6 separate regions of the Mus musculus genome follow, and regions 1, 2, 3, 4 and 5 are each linked to region 6. Evidence: chromatin contacts called from public HiChIP or PLAC-seq and promoter capture Hi-C data. All regions are on one chromosome and are shown on one strand. Each heading gives the region's core, a stretch centred on a gene start, on an enhancer-like site or on the middle of the called end of the contact. The rest is flanking DNA. Distances are from core to core; before and after follow the strand shown. Region 1 holds the start of Orai3 (ORAI calcium release-activated calcium modulator 3). Region 2 overlaps Mvp (major vault protein). Region 3 holds the start of Phkg2 (phosphorylase kinase, gamma 2 (testis)). Region 4 holds the start of Hsd3b7 (hydroxy-delta-5-steroid dehydrogenase, 3 beta- and steroid delta-isomerase 7). Region 5 holds the start of Ppp4c (protein phosphatase 4, catalytic subunit). Region 6 holds the start of Itgal (integrin alpha L).

Evidence for each region. Promoter capture Hi-C pulls out the DNA fragments that hold promoters and counts their contacts. HiChIP or PLAC-seq counts read pairs in DNA pulled down with a chosen protein or histone mark.
Region 1: an H3K27ac HiChIP or PLAC-seq map of embryonic stem cells shows a contact between it and region 6, with 3 times the contacts expected there. The contact joins the promoter of Orai3 here to the promoter of Itgal in region 6. A contact is called at or near these places in 9 of 39 promoter capture datasets (the 3T3-L1 cell line, the C10 cell line, the HPC-7 cell line and 5 more), 1 of 484 Hi-C or Micro-C datasets (the N1E-115 cell line) and 11 of 115 datasets of contacts at active chromatin or transcription factors (the NIH/3T3 cell line, bone marrow-derived macrophages, embryonic midbrain and 5 more).
Region 2: a contact with region 6 is called in a promoter capture Hi-C map of liver, with 2.6 times the contacts expected there. The contact joins the enhancer-like site here to the promoter of Itgal in region 6. A contact is called at or near these places in 4 of 39 promoter capture datasets (liver, neutrophils and pre-B cells), 1 of 115 datasets of contacts at active chromatin or transcription factors (pancreatic cancer cells) and 1 of 9 other capture datasets (adipose tissue).
Region 3: a promoter capture Hi-C map of the HPC-7 cell line shows a contact between it and region 6. The contact joins the promoter of Phkg2 here to the promoter of Itgal in region 6. A contact is called at or near these places in 28 of 39 promoter capture datasets (the 3T3-L1 cell line, 3T3-L1-derived adipocytes, the C10 cell line and 18 more), 1 of 484 Hi-C or Micro-C datasets (nephron progenitors), 14 of 115 datasets of contacts at active chromatin or transcription factors (the 230-238 cell line, astrocytes, bone marrow-derived macrophages and 10 more) and 4 of 9 other capture datasets (adipose tissue, embryonic stem cells, liver and 1 more).
Region 4: a contact with region 6 is called in an H3K4me3 HiChIP or PLAC-seq map of bone marrow-derived macrophages, with 7 times the contacts expected there. The contact joins the promoter of Hsd3b7 here to the promoter of Itgal in region 6. A contact is called at or near these places in 2 of 39 promoter capture datasets (liver and pre-B cells) and 2 of 115 datasets of contacts at active chromatin or transcription factors (bone marrow-derived macrophages and pancreatic cancer cells).
Region 5: a contact with region 6 is called in an H3K27ac HiChIP or PLAC-seq map of double positive thymocytes, with 5 times the contacts expected there. The contact joins the promoter of Ppp4c here to the promoter of Itgal in region 6. A contact is called at or near these places in 3 of 39 promoter capture datasets (embryonic stem cells, neutrophils and pre-B cells), 4 of 115 datasets of contacts at active chromatin or transcription factors (bone marrow-derived dendritic cells, bone marrow-derived macrophages, double positive thymocytes and 1 more) and 2 of 9 other capture datasets (liver and macrophages).

Annotation. Positions count from the first base shown.
Region 1 is chr7:127,767,446-127,771,549 of GRCm38.p6, forward strand. Orai3 (ORAI calcium release-activated calcium modulator 3) reads left to right here and starts at 2,370. Exons shown (of 2, transcript NM_198424.3): 1 at 2,370-2,771. The coding sequence starts at 2,544. It overlaps Fbxl19 (F-box and leucine-rich repeat protein 19), which reads left to right. Exons shown (of 11, transcript NM_172748.2): 10 at 1-218; 11 at 307-1,483. The coding sequence ends at 485.
Region 2 is chr7:127,007,013-127,010,954 of GRCm38.p6, forward strand. The region is part of intron 1 of Mvp (major vault protein); the gene reads right to left. Among named protein-coding and RNA genes, the nearest start is that of Mvp, 5.6 kb to the right of the region's middle. Within about 2 kb of position 1,864, at least 296 of the 459 cell types and tissues checked have an H3K27ac peak or open chromatin away from gene starts, as enhancers often do. A contact at or near this core is called in adipose tissue, liver, neutrophils and 1 more, where this site is marked.
Region 3 is chr7:127,571,217-127,575,451 of GRCm38.p6, forward strand. It overlaps Phkg2 (phosphorylase kinase, gamma 2 (testis)), which reads left to right and starts at 2,132. Exons shown (of 10, transcript NM_026888.3): 1 at 2,132-2,240; 2 at 2,638-2,750. The coding sequence starts at 2,656.
Region 4 is chr7:127,798,750-127,802,913 of GRCm38.p6, forward strand. It overlaps Hsd3b7 (hydroxy-delta-5-steroid dehydrogenase, 3 beta- and steroid delta-isomerase 7), which reads left to right and starts at 1,860. Exons shown (of 7, transcript NM_133943.2): 1 at 1,860-1,965; 2 at 2,326-2,497; 3 at 2,712-2,867; 4 at 3,085-3,193; 5 at 3,265-3,364; 6 at 3,487-3,649; 7 at 4,037-4,164. The coding sequence starts at 2,332. It overlaps Setd1a (SET domain containing 1A), which reads left to right. Exons shown (of 19, transcript NM_178029.3): 18 at 342-479; 19 at 557-1,373. The coding sequence ends at 730.
Region 5 is chr7:126,789,581-126,794,074 of GRCm38.p6, forward strand. It overlaps Ppp4c (protein phosphatase 4, catalytic subunit), which reads right to left and starts at 2,967. Exons shown (of 9, transcript NM_019674.4): 1 at 2,843-2,967; 2 at 2,481-2,643. The coding sequence starts at 2,578.
Region 6 is chr7:127,294,148-127,298,233 of GRCm38.p6, forward strand. It overlaps Itgal (integrin alpha L), which reads left to right and starts at 2,113. Exons shown (of 31, transcript NM_001253872.1): 1 at 2,113-2,376; 2 at 3,471-3,570. The coding sequence starts at 2,322.

The DNA.
Region 1 (4,104 bases), core at 1,120-3,619, 470 kb after region 6:
GCAAACTGAGAGTCGAGGCCGACTGCAGGGGGTGGCAGAACTTCGCCTAGCTGGTCTGGAGCTCACAGATGCCTCCCTGAGGCTCCTGTTGCGCCACGCTCCCCAGCTCAGTGCCCTGGACCTGAGTCACTGCGCCCACGTTGGGGACCCCAGTGTCCACCTCCTCACGGCTCCTACTTCCCCTCTTCGAGAAACACTGGTGCACCTCAATCTCGCTGGTAAGTGCGATCCCCCGTGTGAAGTCCCTGTCTACCGTGTGCTACCTCCTTAGCTGTCTAATCTCAACTGCTGCTGCCCCTTACGCAGGGTGCCACCGCCTCACGGACCACTGCCTTCCACTGTTCCGTCGATGCCCACGTCTTCGCCGCCTGGACCTACGCTCCTGCCGCCAGCTCTCACCTGAAGCTTGTGCCCGGTTGGCGGCTGCTGGGCCCCCTGGCCCCTTTCGCTGCCCAGAAGAGAAACTGCTTCTCAAGGACAGCTAGTTGGGTGCCGATGCCCCCTTCCCTTCCCTTCCCCAGGACTCAGCCAGAGAACCTGGACCTCTTGCCTTCATTTCACCCCCTGTTGGGAGGCCAGGTTATTTTCTTCATGACTTGGCACTCCTCAGTTTAATGACTTGGGATTCCTGCCCAGGGACTTGAGCCAGCCTTCCCTCTCTCCCACCTGCACTGATATCTCTGGGGGTCTTTGCTTCCCATCTCTCCCTTTCACCTGCTTCATTGTCCATCCCCTCTGGGGAGTGGGTCAAGAGGTACTGGGGAGGTGCTGAGCCAAAGGGATGGTGGGAGGGAGGGGCGGTGAAGGTGCAAGTCTGGAGTAGGGAAAATGAGGTGACATGGTATCTTGTACACAGGATACTGGGGGCTGGGGGAGGCGATGGATGGGTGTGGGGAGGGCAGAAATCAGACCAACAAGGGTTCAGGGAACAAAGACCAGTTGGGTGGGATGGGGGGCCAAAAAGGGAAAACAGAGGAGCAATTGGGGATCCGAGTGTCAAGACAGGGGGCGCTACAAGCCAGGTAATGCCAGGACTGGGGGCTGGGAGAGGAGCAGATGTGGGGATAGTACCCTCTGCGTAGGGTTGCCTCTCTCCCCTTCCCTCTACCCAGATTTCAGTTTTCCCCGACCTTGACTCCTTGAACGTCACTGAAAATGGCAGCTATTGCAAGGAGTAGGGGCCGCGGGTCTACCTGCTGTTAAGCTCGGTGGCCCAGGGGAGTGGTGAGGGGTAGCCCAGACCCCTGCCTGGCTCTCTACACAATACTTGAACATTCATCTGTACTGAAGTGTTACTTGAACCGGGGGAATCTCGGACTTGGGGGAGTGTGATGTGAGGGGACCAGCTTGACCGAGACTGGGCTATGGGTACCCAGTTTGGACTGTCCCACCCCTAGCTCTCTTGCATTACTGTCTTGAACAGCTCCACCCTTCACTTGAGTTGGGGTGGGGAAATGTCAGCTTAAAGATGGGCAAGATGGGACTCCTCCAGTTTGGCTCTTCCCATTCTTTCATCGTCATGGAAACTCGTGTCCCATTTGCCCAGGGAACTGCCACTCCTGGTTGCCATGGAAATAGCAGCCAATGGACACCTCCGGAAATCAGTGCTAAGACTGGAAACGGTCCCTCTTAGTTGCTGTGGGAACTTAGTAACAGACTCTTGGCACCTCCCCTCTTCCCACCCCTTTCCTTCTTCCAGTGTGGGGGTGGGGTCTCAAGAGCCTGAGGGAGGAGTCAGGTCTAGGTCCCACTCAACTTAGGCCAGGGGGAACTGGATTGTACTACATGGGGGTGGGGGGAGGGGAATCTATCCACATACCTCAGGTAACAGGAAGGTGCGCGGGTTGGGGGCGGGGGCTGGGCGGACCAAAGGCAGGAGGGGGGGCCTGGGGTTGGAGAAAGGCTTGACGGTGGGGCCGCTTGCGGGAGGGGAGGAGGCACCCCGGCGAGGGACAAGTGGGGCACCCAGCCGGGCTGGACCCCTAACCCCACAAGTCTGTACAATAAGGTTTGCTATAAAACTCAGAATCTAGCCGGGGCCGCTGACTTTTTGTGTCTGTCTGCGGTGTCGAGTCTGAGTGGTGGGTAGGGATGGTGGAAGGGGCTCCTTTGGTCTCTGGGAGGAAAATGGGCTTAATTTTCCTGAGATGACTGCTCAAAGAGGAGTGTGGAAGTCTGGACACCTGTGAATGTCCAGGTACATACACTGGGTGGTCTGAGGCCAGCAAAGTCCCAGCAAAAGCTGAGGCTGAGCATTCACGTCGTGGCCTGGGTTAGAGGGTCCCTTGAGATCTCTGCCCGTGGGCAGACTGCAGGGGTTCGTCTCACGGCTCCACCCAATCATGTGGTCACCGGGCTCCGCCCCTGCCCCAGTTCCTGTTTCGGCCCCTGGGCCTTCTAGACGCGTCCGTAACTGTTCCCGCTGGGTCTGCCTTGCCACCCAGGATGGGGTCCCACCCGCGCTTGGGCCGTCCCTTCTTGGGGATACAAGGCGCCTCGGCCCCTCCTTGACCATCTGCGCTTGTGGTGTAACTGCTCTCAGGATGAAGGGCGGCGAGGGGGACACGGGCGAACAGGCCCCGCTGAACCCGGAGGTGGACAGCCCCGCGGGCTCAGCCACGTACCGGGAGTTCGTGCACCGCGGCTACCTGGACCTTATGGGGGCCAGTCAGCACTCTCTGCGGGCGCTCAGCTGGCGCCGCCTCTACCTCAGCCGGGCTAAGCTCAAAGCCTCCAGCCGCACATCTGCTCTGCTGTCGGGCTTCGCCATGGTGAGGGGTGGGAGGGGGTACACGGGGTGGGTAAAGCACGTGGTGGGAGAAGTCAAGAAAATGGGTCCCCAGTACTGGACTGAATAAAAGGGTTTCTTTAGGATAAAAGAAGGAGCTAAGTCCCAAGGGACTGGAAAAACCCTTTATGTCGGGCACAGCTCTAGGAATATAAACAGACTGAAGATCGGTCCCAGAAATGCCGTGGAAGAAGGGAGTAAAGAGGTCAGCAGATGCAGACTGGTGGGGGGAAAGTCTGAAGTGGCTTAGTTACCAAGTCCTCGAGAGTTGAAAGGCAGTCAAAGCTGAATGAGAGCCTATATCAACCAGATCGGGGAAGGGGGATAGTGTATGTGAGAGTCATTTGACTGAAGGGCCCACCTCTCAGAAGGCACAGAGAATTGCCGGGAAAACTAAGAAACCATGAGGAAGCTGCTGGGGAAGGAAGCTGATCAGGGAGCTAGCAGATAAGTCTGATAAACTGCAGGTGTGGGAGGATAATGTCAGCTAACGGTCCCAGCAGTGGCCCCGGGAAGTGGAACTGAAGATTCCAGAGTGTGGCCTGCAGATGTGTCCTGGTTCCTCCCTACTTAGGGCCAGCTGTGCGGCCCCAAGTCGACATCCACTCCAGTTGCCATCTTTAGGAAGTTGTGACATCATAGAAGGTGCTGTCTCTGTGGTCTGCCAAGCTTTTGTCCAGGAGGATGTGGGATTCTTATGGAGACCCCCTAGAACTAGGTGTGTTAGAACAAGCTCCGCTTAGCAAAGGAGGCTCTTCTAGAACAGTGTGCTATCTAGACTACATGGAAGCTGCTGTTTAGACAAGGATGCTCCGCAGGGTATGGGTGTGGAGTGAAGCTCTGCTAGTTTCAGTTTTCTTCACACTTGGGGGGAGGGCACCCTTCATAATGTACCCTTGTGTAAATAGGCCTTGGAGGGAGCTAAGGTGAGGGCATATAAAAGTAACTTAGGTCAATACCTCCCTTTTTTCTGCAACCTCAATATCAGGACGAAAGAATCTGTAATCTTAAAGGTTGCTCTTGCTCTGTTGCTTGTAAGGGGCCCAGATTTCCCCCAAACAGCCCCATAGTTCCTGAGGACATTTGACTGAAAGGAATCAGCACCACAGAAAGAAGGGCACAGCAGCTTGTGTTTGAACCACGTGGCTCCGCCTGCTTCTAAAGGAACAGTACAGTGTGCAGCAGAAGTTGCAGAGCAGATCGTTGTGGTGTCAGTGTGAGAGGGCTTTCTCTGAGGAGCAGTAGGCTGAATGTGTAGGTTCTAGGACCGCCCCCAGTCCTGACAAAGAACCCTGGGTTGGACCCTGGGAGACACC
Region 2 (3,942 bases), core at 614-3,113, 290 kb before region 6:
TTGTTTGTTTTTTCCGAGACAGGGTTTCTCTGTGTAGCCCTGGCTGTCCTGGAACTCACTCTGTAGACCAGGCTGTCCTCAAACTCAACAATTCACCTGCCTCTGCCTCCCAAGTGCTGGGACTAAAGGCGTGTGTCACCACCGCCGACTACAATGCTTTTCTGATATGCTTCCCATGTTAAAGGGAGGAAATTTTGCTTGGGATGGCTAAGCGCTGCCAACTTCACAATGTTTAGAATCTCCCAGGAGATGGTCCTCAGGGCATGTTTCTAAGGGAATTTTCTACAGTAGGTTTAATTGATGTGGGAAGACCCAGCCTAACCACCACTCTGTGGGCTTGGGGTTCATGCTGACTCAAAAGGAGAAATCTGAGGACCAGCATTCAGTGTTTCCTGATAGCTGGTGGGTACAGTGTGACCCGCTGCCTCAGGTCCTGATAGCTGGTGGGTACAGTGTGACCCACTGCCTCAGGGTCCTGCTGCCATACCATCAGGCATGCTGACTGCAACCTCAAACAGTAGTAAGATCAAGTCCATCCCGAAGTTGCTCTGAAGGGACTTTGTTTGGAAACACATAAAGCAGGGAACAACTGCCTCTTTCTTTAACCCTGCAGCTTCGATCTAACCTAGAAGCTGTTCTGGGTTCCCTTTTCACAGGAGGCTGAGATCCCCGATTCTCAGGAGGGTAGCTTTTCCAGGCTTACAACTTGCCTTCTGACTTCCAGGCTCTGTCCTGCCATGTTGTCCAGTCCTGTCCATCCGGTGTCCCATCTCTCCTCTATGCCCCACCCTGCCCCCAAGCTGATCCCTCTGCTCTGAGTCCTCCAAGCCACTGCATATCCGGCTCAACTTTGCCTCTATTCCAGTTGCTGCAGGACATGAAATGGAACCCTGTTCCAGGAGAGCAACATTCAAGACTCTAAGACTAAAGCCACTTAAACTAAGACCCTCTTTTTTGTTTTTGTTTTGTTTTGTGTGTAGCTCTGGCTGTCCTGGAACTGGCTATGTAGACCAGGCTGGCCTGGAACTCAGAAATCTATCTGCTTCTTTTTTTTTTTTTTTCCAAGACAGAGTTTCTCTGTGTAGCCCTGGCTGTCCTGGAACGAACTCTGTAGACCAGGCTGGCCTCGAACTCAGAAATCCGCCTGCCCCTGCCTCCCAAGTGCTGGGATTAAAAGTGTGCGCCACGACGCCCTGGCTCTATCTGCTTCTTGAGTGCTGAGATTAAAGTTGTGTACCACCACCGCCATTGGACACCTGACCCTCTTTGGATGAACGACCTTACAGGATGTCCTTTGTTCCTCTATCTGCCTCCTCCATTACCAAATTGAGATGACTAATAGTCTTTTCCCAGCACGGTGATGACACGTTTGTACAGAAAGCACCCACAGCCAAGCCTGGCTCTTTACCAGTACAGTGTTTACTACTGAGAATAGACAGGGCCCAAGGCCCAATTTTCCTAACCCACTGAGGGGTGTAGTCAGGGCCTCCTTCCCCATCTGGCATTAGGGCTGAACCCTCACTTGTCTACTGGTCAGGTAAGGCTTCGCACACCAGAGGCACAGCTATGCAGGGGCTCCCCACAGTTGGGTACAGCATCTCTCCAGGGGCTCCAATGCAGGTTCACTGCAAGGGAGAAGCCAAGCCAGGAAACCAGATGGGACAAGAAGAAGGGCCTGTACTGCCAGCAGGGTTTGGAGGCCCCACCCGGAAGAAGAGAAATATAGAAGGTCCTGTGAGGTGGGAGTAGGCTCCAGGCACAGCCTCTATTGGCTCCACTCCCCAAGACTGAGGCCTCTCCACCATCTGTCACCCCAGCTGGGAACAGTCAGGGGGCCTGAGAGCCTCTCCCAGCTCAGTGACTCAGCAAGAGCCTTCCTCAAAGCTAATCAGGCTGGGTTCCGGCCTTGTTCTGAGGCCAGGCCCCTGCTTCGGTACAAGGGTTCCATCTCACTTCCCTGTCCACTCCCCTACCACGCCCCATAGCTCCCCCACCACTGAGACTACCAGTCAGTTCCCTTGGAGCAGGCATCGCCTTTATGCCTCTGGCACTTAGATTTGTGACAAGTCTCACACTCTGGCAGCTTACTCGATGATGTGCACAGTTCCAGCCTTTTATTTCTGTTATTTCAAGGCCCTCAAAAGACACAGTATGCCAGGTGTGGTAGCACCTGCCTTTCGTCTCAGTATTTGGGAGACAGAAGTGGGAAGGTATCTGTGAGATGGAGACCAGCCTGGTCGACATAGTGAGTTACAGGCTAAGAAGGACTACATAATGAGAATGTGTCTCAACAGAAATGAAGAAGCCAGTGGCAAAGGGTTGTCTATGGCTGCCCCAGGTCCGGATGCCGAGGTCTGGCTCCAACTCTTGCCGGCTGCACCTCTCCTTTCTGCCTTGTGCTGAGCCCTGCTCCCTGCCGGCTCTTGCCGGCTCTTGGGCACACGTCTAGTCTGGCCTGCTCGGAGCCACAGCTAGTCCTCAGGTAGCAGCAGAAGCTGGGGTACAGTCTGCTGTGCAAAGAGGGGTGTGTGAGGCCAGGGTGCAGCTTGGCTTACTGGTCTCCAGTGCACGACACAGAACGAGGGCAGGCTGCCAGCCCCAGGTTTTGTTCTGAGACGTCTCACTCTGTAGCCCAGGCTGGCCTTGCACAGCAATCTTTCTGTCTTCCAAATCCTTAGAGTGAACTACTACGTCTGTTCTTTCCCTTTTTCTTTTCCAGATAGAATCTTGCTATGTAACCCTGGGTAGTGGATTACTACTATGATGAAGTCTATGAAGGCTTCGAACTCAAAGCAAGCCTCCTGCCTCGACTTCCTGAGTGCTGAGACTACTGGTATGGGCCACCATGCTTGGCTTCGTTCCTTTTCTGGCAACTCAAAGGCAATGTTGATGTATCAGCCAAAATCAATGAGCCATGAATCATCACATTTCAGGAATTTTCAAAATAACCTTCGAATGTCTGGCATAGGGAATCTAAATAGCCAGTGGCTGGTTCACAGTGCCTCACTGCTCGTGGTCCGCAGGGAGGTTTTCTTTTTTGTTTTAGTAGTAGTAGTAATTTTGAGACAGTCTCTGTAGCCCTGGCTGTCCTGGAACTCACTCTGTAGACCAGGTTGGCCTTGAAATCACAAAGATCTGCTGGCTTCTGCCTCTGGAGTGCTGGAATTAAGGGCAAGTATTACCACTGCCCAGCTTAGTCTTTTATTATTTTAACTATGTGTCTGTGTGGGAGTGCTCATGTGAGTGCAGGGAGTTGAACTTCTGTAAGAGCAGGACCAGCTCTTCGTTGTCAAGCCATCTCTCCTGGACATTCTTAAAGCTGTGTATCTCTGGAGATTTGGGGTTTCTTTCATAGAGGGTAGGGTCTGAGCACTGATTAATTTTTTAAAAAGTTCTCACAATGACTCAAAGATTGAGAGCCACTGTAGTGAGAATTCTGGAATTGTGGTTTCTTTAAAAATACAGAAATATTTTAAGAAAGCACTTTTGTTTTAATCCCAGGTGTGGGGTGTGGGCTGCATCGGACCGTCCACAGCAGCTGACTATGATTTGCCTCGTGCTCTAGCAGAGGCATGGTTTTACCAGCTGCAGATAGTTTCTGCAACTGTGTGACATTTGGAATTCTGGGAACTTTTCAGAGGGTACATAAATGCTAGCACCCCAACAAGCGTGGGTGGTTGTTGGCTTCATTTGGTTGGTTTTGGTTTGTTAGTAGTCATGCTCATAAAAGAAACAAAAGTTCAATTCAGGGATCTCTCTCCTCTCTCCTTTTCTCTTATCTAGTGGTAGGGGGTGAAATGGGGTGGAGGGGAGGATAAAGGGTGGGGAAAAGAACCCACAAAGCAGCAAAGACCAGCTATAAGCCATCTGGAGGTGATGGTGACAGCACTAGCCCAGGCTAGCCTGGGTTACCCAGAGCGATGCTGGTGTGTGTGAGTGAGC
Region 3 (4,235 bases), core at 882-3,381, 280 kb after region 6:
ATCAGCCATTTTGGAGTGTCCCCATACTTGTGGCAGACCCCATTCAGCAAGGAGACATGCTACCCTACAACAAATGAGATGACAGCTGGATCACTCTGAAGTTTTCTCTCTCAAAAATGCTGTTCTTTCAGAATTCTGAGCTTTGATTGCACTTCTTATTCATTGCAGGAAACATGCATCTGCCTGGACAGCAAGGTGGCACAATATTTCCTACCACACTGGGGCACAGTAATCATCCGGATAGCCCTTGCCCCTGCAGATGCTATACTGAGACCATTTCAGAAGTATGTCTCGTCCCCATAGTAGGGACATGGAACCGCATCTCCCAGCTAACTGTTGGGTTTGTGGGTTCCTGTTCATATGCCAATTGCTTTGTTTGACTTTACTGGAAAGATGTGAACAAACACTTATTCATCCCAGATAGGGCATACTGAAGGCCAAAGAAAGTCACTAACCACTGAGTTTATTTGGTTTTATATAGGAGCATAGTGACTCAAAAGCAGCTGCATCACCGAAAATCACTGTTTCTCCTTTATTCATCAGGTGAATAATTTATATACTTTCTCAATTTTTATACCCATCTCTCTCTCTCTCTCTCTCTCTCTCTCTCTCTCTCTCTCTCTTTTCAGCGCTTGGAGTTCTGCTTGGCCTTGTTCCTGCTGGGCAAGCATTCAATAGCTAAGCTCTATCCCAAGTCCTGCTGTCATCTTTAAAATATGTTCTAGTCAAGTATAATGAACATGCAGTAAACCCCACCTACTTAAAGTCTGTGAGTTAAATGGAATATCGGGAGGCTCAGGTTGTGATTCCTGACACATTATTGTTGTCCTTGGTCATTTCCCAAAGATCCCTGGTTCCTTTGTTTGCAACCAAGAGAAATCAGCATTTAGACTTTATACTAGCTTCTGTTTTGGGGGTCCTTTTAGAAATCAATACTGGAAAATATAAAATTATTTTTTAATCTGTTTTTCACCATTGCCCAAATTTTACCTGTAGTTCTTCCTCTAGTTCCAGATTTCATATTCTCATAGGAAGACTCTTCGGTTCCTAATTATATGAATACATTATTTTGACTAATTTCAGAATAATTATCCCCTGTGTACCAACAACAAACCTACTTAGGAAAGTTCAAAACTATTTTTGCAAGTTGTTAAAGTTAAGCTTGATGAGGAAAGGCTCTACAGTGACAGAAAGCAAAAACACTAAATTACTTGGTTTCCTTATAGAAAAAGCTGTTAGAAAATCATGCTGTAATCTAGGCGTCCTGAGCCTTAAATCCCAGCACTCAAACTGACTGATCTTTGGAGTTCCACCCCAGCCTGGGATACACAACGAATCCCTGACTAACAAGGGCTACATAGTGAGACACCGTCTAAAAAAACAAAAATTATCATTTCTCTTTTGCTGGACTGTAACCTTGAGGATTTGCTTTTTTCTTTGCTGTTACTCCAGAACCTTGGTTTTAGGATATGTCTGGCTTTGGAATTACTCTAGGCAGGACCTTAACAACCTTGTGTACTTAATGCAGGAGGGTCTGGGAGCAAGACGGTAGGAGTCTGTGACCCCAGGATGATGGACACTATCCTGAAAGCTCTAGTCAGGACCAAACGGCCAAGCTGCATATGCATTTTGTTTTGTTGTGTTTCTCAAAACAGTTTCTCTGTATAAACAGCCCTGCCGGTCCTGGAACTCACTTTGTAGACCATGCTGGCCTCCATCTCAAGAGATCCATCTGCCTGCCTCGCCTCCTAGTGCTGGGATTAAGCGTGCATGACCACACTTGTCTACACGCAGGTTTCCACAAAAAAAGGAATTTTGGAACAGGCTCTTACTATAATAAATGAGGATTCCAGAAGGAAACTAAAAGGGCCTTGTCCGAGGGCACGGTGAGGTAGTGCGGAGACATCACATTTCCGGTAACCTAACTTCCGTGTCTCTTTACAGACCAGCAGCACCAGGAGAGAAAAGCAAGTGCTACATGTTGATTGGCTGTTTTTCAGGCTCCTCCTCATGGTGGAGACCTTTTGGGGACTTCTAGCGCCAACGGCCTTGTCCGCCCTGGAATCCCGTCTTCCTATTGGACTGCCATTTTCCAATCGGAGGGTTTCTAATCCCTAGTTCTCAAACAGCAGGGGCCATTGGCTGCAATGATGGGGGCGGTGCCTTAGGTCGCTGTGGGAGCCTTACAGGTTAAAGCAAAGGAACAAACATAAACCAAGCAGCTGAGGGTCTTTGCGCAGGTTAGACTGTTCCCTCCTCACCCCCCTCCCCCCACCCTCCCTTCCCCCTCCCCGCTCGCACGGGTCATCCTGCTCGAGACCCCCGCGCCCCTCCCAGTGGACGCCAAGTGCGCTTGCGCGGTAACAGCCGCCCGCACTTGTGCCATTTCCCCCTTCTTCCGAGCCACCTTTCCCCCCTCCCGCCCTTCCCTATCCTCTTCCCTGCCCTGCTTCCCTCCCTCCCCCCTAGGCCCTTCGTTGTGGTCTCCCCGGTCCTGATCCTTCCCCTACCCCACCCCCAACCCCCAGGACCCTGGCGCCCCAGCCGCAGGTGCTGCGCCCCCGGGAGCCACGATGTGCATCCTCTCAGAACCTGTGGGCCTCCTTGCCCTCACTGCCCTCCGTTTCCTCCTCCCAGGCCCCCACATCCCTCAGAATGACGTTGGACGTGGGGCCGGAGGATGAACTCCCTGACTGGGCTGCGGCCAAAGAGTTTTACCAGAAGTACGACCCTAAGGACATCATTGGCAGGTGAGCCTTCACAGCTGAAGCATACACCGGCCCAGTGTAGTCAGCTCCCAGCCAGGAAATAAGGCTTCCTTCTGAAGACTGGATAGTTAGGAAGTGGACAGTGGAAAACAGTTAGTGACTTGGCTAGTATTCCGAGTTAACCCGCATTTTTTCCTCTATTCATCTATATTGTCAACAATTGTTTGTGGTCCAGACAACGGGAAGGTAGAAAATACCCATCACGTGAGCATTTCAAAGGTATCTAGTTCGAGAAGTAGGGGTCTGTAGAAAAGATGCTTGGAGCTGGGCGGTGGTGGTGAATGCTTTTGATCCCAGCAGAGGCAGGTGAATCTCTGTTGAGTTGACACCAGCCTGGTTTACAGAGGAAGTTCAAGGACAGCCAGGACTACACAGAGAAACCCTGTCGGGGAGGGGAGCAGGGATTGCTACTGTGATCGCCACCACAGATGCTTTATGGTTTAGTTTCAGAAGCATAGTGTATTGGTTATGTTGTGTTAAGCACCAAGAACACCGGGTGAGGGAGTGACAGAACAGGAACCCTGAGGAAGTTTCTGTCTTGGAAATGTTTCTATCTTTACATAATGAAAAAAAGATAAAGGTCGAAAGGAGCGTTAGGGGAAAAAATAAGTAGGCAGTAGGATTCAATCAACGGGGTCTCCACAGAGGAGGGGCTTTAGGAGACTTCTAAGAAAATGACAGGAGGGTTGGGGGAGGGGTGTTTGGTTGTTCATGGTGCTGGGGATTAAACTCAGGGCCCCATCCTAAGAGACAGTGCTTTACTACAGAGCCACATTCTCAGCTCCGAGGACTTGAGCTGAGACATAAAGTGTGAGAATAGGCTGGGGGGGGGGGGTGTCTTCTCATTTAGAGGGGGCAGTTAGTGCAGGGCTCAAGGCAGTGGCTAGACCATAGACAGAGTGGGGAAAGACAAGAAAGGAAGTGAGGAAAATGGGGCTTTAGGCCATGATGCGGACGCTTTCAGAGCGGTACCATGACGTGGAGCGTGCTTGTGAGCAGGGCGCTTACTCTCTGCGCTTGGGTTAACGAGGGTAAAAGCAGAGCCCACCTTCTAGTCTGCTGTGCATTTGGTGTGAGTTGGGGAATTGTGTTAGGACACTTGTGGTGGCACTTAAAACACTTAGAAATTTAAAAAGCTCTTTCTGGCCTTTATGTAGAGATAGGGAAGGGCTGGTGATGGTGACGCCTGGACTCGTGGCGATTGCAGAGCTGGAGAGAAGCAAGCAGGTGCAAGTGATGGCTTCAGAGGAGAGGGGATATCGGTCATAAGGAAGGGGAAAACAGGGGGACTTTTAAGGTCTTTATTTGAGCACCTGAATACCATTTACTGAAATGAAGACTTGAGGAAGGATTAGATTGGGGAATGGAGTGAACTAGTCAGGAGTTTTATTTTGGAAATACTAAGTTTGAGATACCCCGTGGATGGATAATGCTCTCAAGTGGGTTTGAGTCTGGATAACAACCATA
Region 4 (4,164 bases), core at 610-3,109, 500 kb after region 6:
CTGCCATCTGCTCTCACCAGCTGCCCAGTAGGTGCCTGTGTATGAAGGCTAGTCCTAGGAAAGGCTTCAATTCAAGGCATGGCCACTGTCATTTCGGAAGCTGCCCCGGGCCCACAGCATGTTATGGACTCCATCCACTATGGCCACACAGGTTCTCAGAAGAGCCAGTGCTGGTTTCCCCAGAGTCCCCTTCTGCTGACTTTGGATCAGAATGGGTGGGAGCAGGTACACTCAGATGCCGACCCAGTCAACATGGGCCCAGGAACTGGTGGCTTGGCCAGAGGGGAGCAAGTCTAGTCCATGCAGTGGCTGAAGTCTTAGGGCGTGTCTTACTCTCACAGATGGTAGCGGACATGCGGGAAAAGCGCTACGTGCAGGAGGGCATTGGCAGCAGCTACCTTTTCCGGGTGGATCACGACACCATCATTGATGCCACCAAGTGTGGCAACCTCGCCAGGTTCATCAACCACTGCTGCACGGTGCGCTCAGGGCTGGGCCGGGGCTGGGCTGGGCAGGGGTGAGGTGGGGCTGTGGCTTACACTCCCACCTCCTGCAGCCCAACTGCTATGCGAAGGTGATCACCATTGAGTCTCAGAAAAAGATTGTCATCTACTCGAAGCAGCCCATCGGCGTGGATGAGGAGATCACCTACGACTACAAGTTCCCACTAGAAGACAACAAGATTCCGTGTCTGTGCGGCACTGAAAGTTGCCGTGGCTCCCTCAACTGAGGTGGGGCAGGACCGGTGCCCTCACCCCTATTTATTCCCCCTTGGTGCCCTAAGCTCCCAGCACCCCAGCCTTATTGGGCTCAGCAGGGCCCACTGCCCCCACCTTCACGTGGGATAGGGAGCACTGAGGCCAACAAGGGAGCCTCAGTCCTTTGAGGCATCTGCTGCCTCCCCTATGCCCCATGCCCAAACACCCTCTTAATTTTTTTTTCTTTGCGAAGAAGAAGCTGTAAATGTTTTGTAGCTGCCAGCAGCTGTTTCCTGTGGAAACCTGGGGTACCAGCCTGTATAGATGCTATTCTTGGGGGCTGCATAGCCCTTTGCTTCATGTTAATGGGGACTTCCCCTTCTGCCCTATGTGCACCCCGCCCCAGTTTAGGGGTCTCTGGGGCAGTGGCCATGTTCTCCCCCTGGGGGGGCCTTTGGCCCCTAGTCCTGGGAACTCTGTGCCTGGAACCCTGCCTCATCTGTTCCTGCCAGACCCTGTGGGTCACCCTCCCACCCTGGTGTCTCAGGGCTCTGGCTCAGTGGGCCAGGATGGTGGGGGGCAGGCCCTTCTTGTTGGGCTGGATTGTACATAATGTTAATAGTGAAACCCAACACCACATTTTTATAATTGTGATTAAACTTTATTGTACAAAAATGCTTGGTCAGTATCTTTGGGAAGAGCAGACTGGGATGCAAGTTGCCACAGTGGGTGAAGCAGGAGAGAGGGGGAATGGGTGGCTTTGAGTTTGGGGTGAATCAACCTGCAGACCGCAGTGCTGCTTTGGACCAACCACCTAGATACAACAAACATGCCAGATCTGTCTCACTATGGATGCTAGCCAGAATTATGTCAAGATCAGGTTTACCCTGCTCTCCCTCCCAGAACCATAGCTGGTGCTGGGCCTTCAGCCTACTGGGAGACCCAGCAGGAGGGACAAACATATCAGTGATGGGGGCATCCCTTCCCTACCCTATTATCCTGAAATACACTACCAAATGGGCAGGTTCTGTCCTTTGCCTGCCACTGAAGAGTGGACTGGCCACCAGGGGGCACTCTGGCAAGAAAATTCCCTCCAAACCCCCTTGCCCGCCCCTAGGGGTGGAGGCTAGGCTGGTCTCCTTCCTGGAATGGGTCAGGAGGGAGGAGCGAGCGGAAGGAAGGAAGCCTATGTACATCTAGCTGGTCCACCAGTCCAGGACACAACCTCCTCCAGTGGCCAGTTTGTGCGCCCTGGGACTTACTACAGGTAGGCAGAGCTGATACTGAGGCCCAGCTGGCCTGCCTTTTAGCCTGCGCCCTTCCAACCTCCCTATTCAACTCCTTGCTTTCTCTGCCTGTCCTTTAGTAATCTAGTCTTTTTTTTTTTTTTTTTTTTTCCCCCCACCCGCCTCAATCCCTCCCATTCTGCATCCAATTCTAGTGACTCAGCAGTTAGGGTCAGAGGGCAGGGAGCCTTAGTGCTACAGGCACAGAAAACTGCAACCCACCCCTGCTACTCAGCCTCTCCACCCACACTGCTCCCACCTAATGATCCCTTCTATGAAGAACACATGGTTGGAGCAGGTGCTACCAGGCAATTCTAGTGAGCTAAATTCTCTTCCCACAGCTGGGCATGGCAGACTCTGCACAGGTGCCAACACTGGTATACCTGGTCACAGGTGGCTGCGGCTTCCTGGGGGAACATATTGTTCGGATGCTGCTGGAACGGGAGCCCAGGCTCCGGGAGCTGCGTGTCTTTGACCTGCACCTGAGTTCTTGGCTGGAGGAGCTGAAAGCAGGTGACTGGAGTGGGGCAGTAGCAGGAGGTAGGGAGGCCCCATCCCTTCCCAGACTGGGATACCTCAGCTTATGGAAAAGATGATTCCTGTTTGTTCTCCACCAGACAGAGGGGCCGGGTGAGTCATTGGTTCATGTGGCTTCCAGGGTGTGGACAGGCCAAACTCAGCAGCTGGCTAAGGCCCCAGCTCTGACACTGCCTCGGGTCTCCACCAGGGCCTGTGCAGGTGACTGCCATCCAGGGGGATGTGACTCAGGCCCATGAGGTGGCAGCAGCCATGTCTGGATCACATGTGGTCATCCATACAGCTGGGTTGGTGGATGTGTTTGGGAAGGCCAGTCCAAAGACCATCCACAAAGTCAACGTGCAGGGTGAGCTGCTACCTACCTGTTGGCCCCTAGTGTGTGGCCTGCCTCTGACCAGTGATTTTTATGGGAGGGCCTGTCCTTTTTGATAACCTTGTCCATTTACTGCTGTCGAACCCTGTCCTGACCTGATGCGGTTCTCCTTGGACACTGGGGGGGGGGGGGGGGCAGAAGGAGTGAGAGGCGGGAAGACACAGCTTGCGTCTGTCCCTTTCCTCCATAGGCACACAGAATGTGATTGATGCTTGTGTGCAGACTGGCACTCAGTACCTGGTCTACACGAGCAGCATGGAAGTGGTGGGGCCTAACATCAAGGGCCACCCCTTCTACAGGTGAGCTCAGCCCCACTTAATCTTAGAGCCCATTTCCCTCCAGCACTCAGTCTTCTTTCTCCCCTCTCCAGGGGCAATGAAGATACCCCATATGAGGCAGTCCACAGCCATCCCTACCCATGCAGTAAAGCCCTTGCTGAGCAGCTGGTCCTCGAGGCCAATGGAAGGAAGGTACACTGCAAAGATGGGACTTGAGCTGCAGGGGCAGAGCCTGAGTCCCAGGCTTCTTTGCATCCATCTCCAGCCCACGGTGGAGAGGGTGGGTACACTTCAAAATTCCCCTCTGCCACCAGGTCAATGGAGGGCTACCCCTGGTGACATGTGCCCTTCGACCCACGGGCATTTATGGTGAAGGTCATCAGGTCATGAGAGACTTCTACTACCAGGGACTGCGCTTTGGAGGTCGTCTATTTCGGGCCGTCCCAGCTTCTGTGGAGCACGGTCGGGTCTATGTTGGTAAGGACAGGGACAGCAGGGCTCGAGGAGTGGCTCTGATGGTGGCAGAGTCACGCGTGTACGCCTGGCTCCACGCGAGCTCAGGCAGACAGTGGCATGTGGGCATTTTCTGCATGAGTTGAAAAACGGGGAAAGCATCCAAGCAGTTGGGAGGGCTGACATAAGAACATGGCGTAGGTTATGATGAGCAACAGGAGCGACAGCTCTCCAGAGAAAGGGAGAAAGCATCTACACGGGATCCAAGTAGCTGCAGGATGCCCAGGAGGGCTGGTGGCTACGGGGCCTTGGAGAAGGGCAACTTTGATTAATCAGACAGTAGAGAGGTGTGGGCAAGATCTACACGGGGCCAAGGCCAGCTTCTCTCCCTCCCTCCCTCCCTGCTGGCAGGCAATGTTGCTTGGATGCACATACTGGTGGCCCGGGAGCTGGAGCAGCGGGCAGCACTCATGGGTGGCCAGGTGTATTTCTGCTATGATAAGTCACCTTATAAAAGCTACGAGGACTTCAACATGGAG
Region 5 (4,494 bases), core at 1,717-4,216, 500 kb before region 6:
CTAGTCTCAAGAAATCTGCCTGTCTGTGTCTGCCTCATGTGTGCTGGGATTAAAGGATTGTGGCACTGTAACAGGAATTTACATTTAAGAAATGGGCTGTGGTGTAGTTTTTTTCTTTTTGCTACTTTGTGGGTTCTTCTAACAATATCTTCCCTGGCTCAGCTCAGCATTGTCTTTTCTACCCTACTCCTGTGATGATTTCCACAAAGACCTCCTAGAATAGTGGCAGATCAAGCTGGAAACTTGCTGAGCCCGGGAATCCAATTTCCAGAGGAGCAACACCAGACTCTTCCACAGGCCTCAAATCAATACCAGGAACACACACGTGGAATGTCAGCACTTGGTAGGTAAGGCAGAAAGATCCAGGTTATACTTGGCTCTATAGCAAGTTCAAGGCTAGCCTAAGATGTGGGAGTACCTTTTACAGTCAGGCATGATGGCATGGTGGTAGAAGCAGAGGATTCCAGGCTCCAAACCAGCCTAAGAGACAGTGAGATCCTGTCTCCAAAACAAAGACTTCAAACCAAACAGGGCTAGAGATGTAGCTCAGCAAGAGAAAGCAAACCAGGACACCAGCTGCCACGTCCTCAGTGGGTAACCTGCATCAAGTCACTAGTACCTACAAGTCATGGCTTCCTACTCTGTAAAAAGAAGCCATCACTTGAGAGAGAGAGATGGATGGATCTCTTTGGGTTCAAGGCCAGCTAGGGCTACATGAGAGGACAGACAGGCACACACACATATTCTCCCGGCCTCACAGAACTCGTGGGGAAGGGGAAGGAGCAGGTTACTATCCATTAAACAGGGTGGAAGTCACACTGCAAGTTTCCGGCCTCAACTGTTACCTACCTACTCCCACCCTATCTGAATATTCCTTCTCACTGTGCTGTTGGCTGGTCAATGTATCTTTCAAGGTCTACCTTTTCTTTTTCTTTTCTTTTTCTTTTTTGTTTTTTCAAGATAGGGTTTCTCTATGTAGCCCTGGCTGTCCTGGAACTCACTTTGTAAACCAGGTTGGCCTGGAACTCAGAAATCCACCTGCCTCTGCCTCCCAAGTGCTGGGATTAAAGCCGTGTGCCACCACACCCGGCTGGTCTACCTTTTCTTAGAAGCACCTTGGTTACCAGAGGGTGGTATCACACGCCTTTAATCCCTGCACTGGAAAGGGGGGGGGGGCGGGGGCGGCGCAGGGATCTCTGAGTTTAAGGTCAGCCTGGTCTACAGTGAGTTAAAAGATAAGGCAGGAGGGCTACACAGAGAAACCCTGTCTCTGAAACAAAACAAAACCAAACACCCCCCCCCACAAAGTTTCAGCTAGCTTCAATCTTTGAATACCATCTCATAACTTTCAACATCATGCTAAACTCACTTCCTGCGCAGAATGGTCACAACTGTTTTACTCAACACAACTTGTTCCATTTTACTGACTCCTAAGACACTTCAAAATCAACACCACACAAAGTGGCAGAGCTCAGACTCAAATCCACAGTCACTGCACCCCAAACTGGGATCCTGACTTACAATTTCCTTCTACTTCCCAGAGAACTCTGCCTCTCTCCATATCCATATCATGCTTAGCTCTCATGTTGTGGCCTTGACCTAGCTTAGGATGACCCTAAACCCCTCATTCTCCTTTCTTGGCATCCCAAGGGCTTGGGAGGGGCTGTTGAGAGGGGCTGGAGATAGCTCAATGGTTAACAGCACCGACTGCTCTTCTGAAGGTTCTGAGTTCAAATCCCAGCAACCACATGGTGGCTCACAACCATCTGTAATGATATCTGATGCCCTCTTCTGGTGTGTCTGAGGACAGCTACAGTTTACTTACATAAAAATAATAAATAAATCTTTAAAAAAAATTGTGTTGAAGCTGTGAGTTTTTTCAAAAACTCTTCCTTTTTTGAAAAGACCTCAACTCAGTAAAATGAGCTAGTCTGAAACTCTTCTAGTGTGACCTATTTATTGTTTTTCTTAGGATCGTAATGGAACACGAAGGTGGCTCAACTCCGTCTTCCAGAATCATAACTAAAAGGATCCGTATTCACAAGATCTGGCTTCAGATTCCATTCCTTCCTTGCTGGTAATTTTGAACAATTGGAGTCCTTGTTTGTTAAACTAGACACAAAGTCATTTTCTCTTTTAAGGACTGACGGGATTGAGAGGCTTTCGCAAATCACGTTTTGTTTTCTTGCCTTGAACCATCTCCTCACTCTTTAAGAATCTGTCCGAGAACTCAGCCCCTCCAAGAAACTTTCACCCCAGCAGGGCAAGCCATTTTCCCTGAGTTCCCTAGAACTTCCTGCCACTCGCTCTTACTCCACTAGAAACCCATACACAGCCGCCCCGTGGTTCCTGGGGAGAAGTGGCTCTCCGGACCTCTCTCTGGCGACGTTTCCGGGCTTGGGCAAGCCCTAAGTTCTCGGCGGAGTTTGCCCGGCCGAGACCCCCGGGGCGACCGGCTGGAGTCCCTTCCGCGGGCTCACCTGGCCTTGGCGCACAGGGCCTTGACTTCGCTCTCTTTGATCAGCTCGCAGCGCCGTAGCTGCTCGATCTGCCGGTCCAGGTCGCTGATCTCCGCCATGGCCCACCCCCCCGGCGCGGGTCAGAGTCGGGGCCGCCGCCCCCTCCGGACCGCACAGGGGTCTCCTGGGAAAAGGGAAGGCGAGCCCGCCAATCAGAGGGTCCGTGCGGGAGGGGGGACTCGATTCTGGGACCGCCCCCCCCTCCCCTCACGGCGGCCCAGGACCCTCCGCGTCCCGCTGCCCTGGCCGCACCCCGCCAACTCCCGTCGAACCCCGCGGGCCCGCGCTAAGGACGGTGGCCTAGAGGGGCCTCGGACAATTACCGCCGCGGAGACTCCGGCTGAGTCTCTTCGACTCCCCACTTCCCTCCGCTTTGGGCCTCCGCCACCGCCGCTTCTACTTCCGGCCTCGCCGCGGAAGCAAAGGGAAACCAGTGCTCTCGCGCGCCGGAAGTGACGCACACGAGCCACGCCTCGCTGAGGCACCGGGAAGGAGAAGAGAAGTAGCCGGAAGTGGGCGGGCGAAGTTGGTTGGAGGCAAATACAGCAGTGCGCCTGGTGTACTTGTGTATGCCTGGTGAGGCGAGCCGCGGTAGGCTTCTCATCTCACATTACATTATTCCCTGGGCTGCTTCTATTACAGATCTCACGGATAAAACTGCCTTGTTCATCATTGCCTCTCCGGTGTTTAGAATAAGGCCAAGTATTGCAGATATGCATAAATAATTGTTCAATGAAAGAGCCTATCCTGGTCCACATTTCTTGCCACGGTCCCATGGAGGAGCTCCGAACCTGGGCCAGACATAGTGGCCTATTTGTAATCCCAGAACTCAGGAGGCTAAGGCTGATCGTGGATACTAGGCTGTCAAAGCTACAGAGCAAACACTTGGCGGGGGGCGGTCACCTCACGAAGATAGCATATCTGATAAAAGAACTTGTCACCAAACCTACTGACCTGATTTGGATCCCCAGAACCCATATGGTGATGAGAGAAAACACGGAGGCTTAAATCTAATTGAAAAAAAATTTTTTAAGTGTCCACTCTCTGGACACCAAGCTTTTCCAAAATAGTTCACTTTTTTTCTTGACAGGGTTGCACTGTAGCTTAGAATAGCCCAGATTTCACAGCGAATCTCAGCCCAGATATTAATCAACCACACCCAACAATGCTTCTTATTGCCTGAACATATTCCTTGAAGGTGGCAATGGGTTTGGAGGCTAGCTTGATCACAGTTGAATGCTGAAAGTCTGGAGTTTCAATCAAAGCTCAAATATGAATCCATAGCTGTACTTGGTGGTGCACGCCTTTAATCCCAGCACTCAGGAGGCAGAGGCAGGCAGATTTGGGAGTTCGAGGCCAGCCTGGTCTACAAAGTGAGTTCCAGGACAGCCAGGGCTATACAGAGAAACCCTGCCTCAAAAAGCAAAAAACAAAAATTAATCCAGAAAAAAGTGGTTTTCAGGTCTGGCTTTCACCTTTCATTTGCTGAAACTCAAAGCAACACAAACACTAAGCCAGCCCCTGGAGCTCCCCAAATTCGCAGTGCATGCAGTCTGCCTCCTTTCTCTTTGCCTTTTGCTGTAGGCAGAGCAGGTTATTGATCTTCTGCACACCATACTCCCTCTTTTTCAGTATTCTATTGTCCCTCTCAATTTTGAACAATTTTTATGTGCCTTAAGATTTTCTTATAGAGGGTGGGGAGATGGCTCAGTGGTTAACACTGACTGCTCTTCCAGCCTGCCAACCACCTGGGTTCAATTCCCAGCACCCACATGGCTGCTCACAACTGTTCCAGAGGATCCAACACTCACACATACACACATTTCAGTTAAAATACCAATGTATATAAAATAAAAAGGATCGCCTCATAGAAGCTAGGAGAATAGCACATGCCTTTCATCCCAGTACTTGGAAAGCAGATCTTGAGAGTTCAAGGCCAGTGTGGGCTACAGAATTCTAGAGAGCAAGGCTACAA
Region 6 (4,086 bases), core at 863-3,362:
AACAACACACACACAAAAATTTACTTATTCTGGACATGTCACTCAAATGAAATTCCACATCTGAACCTTTGCACCTGGTTGCTACCCGCCCACCCCCACCCCGGTCTGTTTTCAGGGTCTGTCTGCACTGTAGCTTGCCTTAGGTGCACCTCATGCCCGTCTCCATCCCCAATTGCAGGCCTTACAGGCTGCCGTGCTCTTTCTATAATAACTAATGTTGTTGAGCATTCCTTCATGTTTTTGTCAGCCATTTCTATTTCATGGTTAAAGAAATGAGCTGGGCAGGTAGCTTAGTGGGAGAGTGCTCGTTTAAAACATAAATGGCTGGGCGTGATGCCACATGCCTTTAATCCCAGAACTCTGGAGGCAGAGGCAAAGAGATGTTCATGAGTTCGAGGCCAGCCTTGTATATAGCGTGAGTTCTAGGACAGCCAGGAGTACGTACAGAAACTTTGTCTCAAAACAAAATGAAAAAAAAACCCAACCAAACAAAAACCCAACAAAACAACAACACCCCGCCCCCCATAAATAATATGAACTGAGGGGCAAAGCTTTGCAATAGAATGCATCAGTTTGATCCCTGCACTAGGAAAATTATTGTTATTTTTGATTTTGAAAAATATATTTATTTATAAAACTTTGAATATTTAAAAATTACTATGTGTGTACGACGGGGAGCAGGGAACACATGTGAAGGGCAGAAGACAACCTTGACCTTTATGTGGGCTCTTTGGGTGGAGCTAACACCTCAAATTCTTTTTTTATTTCTTTTCTTAAAAAAAAAAAAACATCCCATGGGCCCAGTGATTTTTTTTTTTAAGAAAAGAAATAAAAAAAGAATCCCTCAAAAGTTGTCTTTTTAAAGTTGTTATCGAGTTGTCTTTGTGTCCTGAGTTCTTTTTCTTTTTTTTTTTTGTTTTTTGTTTTTTGTTTTTTTGAGACAGGTTTCTCTGTATAGCCCTGGCTGTCCTGGAACTCACTTTGTTGACCAGGCTGGCCTCGAACTCAGAAATCCGCCTGCCTCTGCCTCCTGAGTGCTGGGATTAAAGGTGTGCGCCACCACGCCTGGCTTCTTTTTCTTTTTTTTTTTTTTTAAGAAACAAAATTAGGGGCTGGTGAGATGGCTCAGTGGGTAAGAGCACCCAACTGTTCTTCCGAAGGTCCAGAGTTCAAATCCCAGCAACCACATGGTGGCTCACAACCATCTGTAACAAGATCTGACTCCCTCTTCTGGAGTGTCTGAAGACAGCTACAGTGTACTTACATATAATAAATAAATAAATCTTTAAAAAAAAAAAAAAAAAAGAAACAAAATTAACCAAATGGTAGTAGTGCATGCATACCAGTAATCCCAGAGGTAAGCAGATCTCAGATCTCTGAGTTCAAGACTAGCCTGGTCTACAGAGTAAGTTCCAGGGTGGCCAGGGCTACGCAGAGAAACCCTGTCTTGGGAAAAAAAAATGTGAAAAAAAGAAAAGGAGGAGGAGGAGGAGGAGAAGGAGAAGGGAAGGAAGGGAAAAGGAGAGGAGAGGAGAGGAGAGGAGAGGAGAGGAGAGGAGAGGAGAGGAGAGGGAGAGGAGAGGAGAGGAGAGGAGAGGAGAGGAAGAAAAGAGAAGAGAAGAGAAGAGAAGAGAAGAGAAGAGAAGAGAAGAGAAGAAAAGAAAAGAAAAGAAAAGAAAAGAAAAGAAAAGAAAAGAAAAGAAAAAAGAAATTAGCTCTGAAGCCTGCAGCTCTGTGGCTTGCTCCAGGCTCTCTTTTCTGCATGCATCCTTTTGTCACCCACAATCTTCCTGTGTGGTTCAAGCAGGGACGGTTTAGGGATGCTTCCTGAGCAACCCTCTATCTGGCTTGTTTGTTTGTTTGTTTGTTGTTTTAGATAATATAATTACAGCACTTCTCCCCTCCCCCCCCCTTACCCCTCCCTCCCCCGAGTCTACTCCCTACTCCCTTCTATCAGGCTTTGAAGAATCTTCCGGGGCCTGGTGTGAGAGCGGAGGTTGCCTAGCTGAAGTGGCAGTAATTTAACCGCCTTGCTGTCTGCTCTTGGATGATGTGAAAATGCAAGTAGGCACAGGAAATGTATCTAACCTGCTTATACTTCCTCTCTGAACAGAGAGGTTTCACAACCCGGACAGGAGCGCACCCCCTCCTTCCACCCCCACCCAGTGTCATCAGCCTGGCAGCCCTGAGAAAGTTCCACTGGAAGGGGCCCCATGCAAGAGAAGCCACCATTTCCCTCTTCCTCCCGGGTCTAGGTTGCCAGCAAATCTCAAGAGCTCTCTGAGATCGAGTCCGGACCCACAGGTCCCTCCTAAGCGCAGATGAGTTTCCGGATTGCGGGCCCCAGACTTTTGCTACTGGGACTCCAGCTGTTTGGTAGGAAATCCAGGAGGGAGGGGAAAGGGACGTTGTCTGTGACAGGGGAAACCAGAAGGCTCTGTAGAGCCAAAGAAGATGAGGAGCCACTCCAGGGGATGGACGGTATAGGTGATGTGGGACCCAGGAATCCCGGAGAGAGAAGAGGGAACCTACACAAACTTGAAGCATGATATCGAAGGGCGTGGAAGGAAGAGCGGGTGGGAGGTGGAGTGAGCCTTCACGTGTTTAGGTAGATGGTTGGAAGGACTCAGGATGGGAGAAGGCTGGGTTAGGTTTCTACTCCACCTCCTTTGTATTATGTCTGCTTGGGAGTTTTGGGCACCTGAAGGGAGGTGAAGAGGGTACCCTCATCTCTGATATCCAGGACACAAGGTGCTATAAGTCTTTCTGTAAGGAAAGTTGGACCAGAAAAGGACAGTTTAGAGGCTGCAGAGGGCACTCTAGCTGCCTAAGATGGGGGAGGGGCGGTGTTGGATTTTAAAAGGTCGGGAGATACCTATGTCTGGTGGGTAGAGTTGGGAAACTTAAGTCACCTGCTGGGTTCTGGGTATGGTGACTCCATGAGGCTGGTCACTTCTCAGGTGCTGGGATGCAAGGTGCCCAGAGAAGCGCAGTCAGTGTGGCAGCCATGGGGCCTCAGGGCAGACTCTTCCCAGTCCCTGCCTGGGAACTTGGTCATTCTATGCCTGGAGGCCCCCTCCCTGGCTTCTTTCTCATGGGCCTCCGCCTTCTTACCCTTCCTTCTTTCCCAATAGGTCCAAGGGGAAGTTGAGTCCTCTGGGTCTGGGAGGAGTTACCCTGGGAGACAGACTGTGTAGTCTCCTAGTCTCTAGTCCAGGCCTCAGAGGGAAAGTCCTGGCGCCACCAGTCTGTGCTTGGGTGTAGGCAGCCTCAGAGCATGAGTGGGTTTGGAGGAACAGGCCTCAGAGGCAGCACTAGTCTGTGTCTGTGTGTCTGTGTGTGTGGGGGGGGTCTGTGTGTGTGGGGTGTGTGTGTGTGGGGGTGTGTGTGTGGTCTGTGTGTGTGTGGGGTGTGTGTGTGTGGGGGGGGGGGTCCAGATAGGGAGCAGCTGACTGCTTTGCTCCCCGCAGCCAAGGCCTGGAGCTACAACCTGGACACACGGCCTACGCAGAGCTTCTTGGCACAAGCTGGAAGACATTTTGGGTACCAGGTCTTGCAGATTGAAGATGGGTGAGCTATTATTCTTTCAACTACCCTCCAGCAGCAGGGTATGCAGGGCCCCACATCTGCCCAGGGGTAGGGGTGGGGACTGTCCCATGTCAGGGGTTGGCCTCTCTTCTGCGAGTGTCTGCTAGGTGGAATCTTTGAAACAGGAGCAAGGCTCTCTCTAGTACCATAGAGTGAGGGTGATGGGTCCTAAGCCACACGAGTGTCTGAGGACCATCTCCTCTCTGCTTCCCAATTCAAAGACTAGCTAAGCACATAGTAGGACAGGCTTGTCCTAAGCTAAGCACATAGTAGGACAGGCTTGGGCATTGATGGCTTTGTTGTTGTTGGTGGTGCTGCTGTTTGAATACCAGGTCTATGTGTGTTAGGCAGGCTCTCCATAGAGCTACATCAGGGTTTGTGTTCTTTGGTTGGAGACAGGGCCTCTGTAGATCAGTTTTTCTACATTTGCTGTAGCTGAGCAGAGCCTTGAACTTCTGACCCCCTATCCTCTACTTCTGAGGTGCTGGGATCACAAGC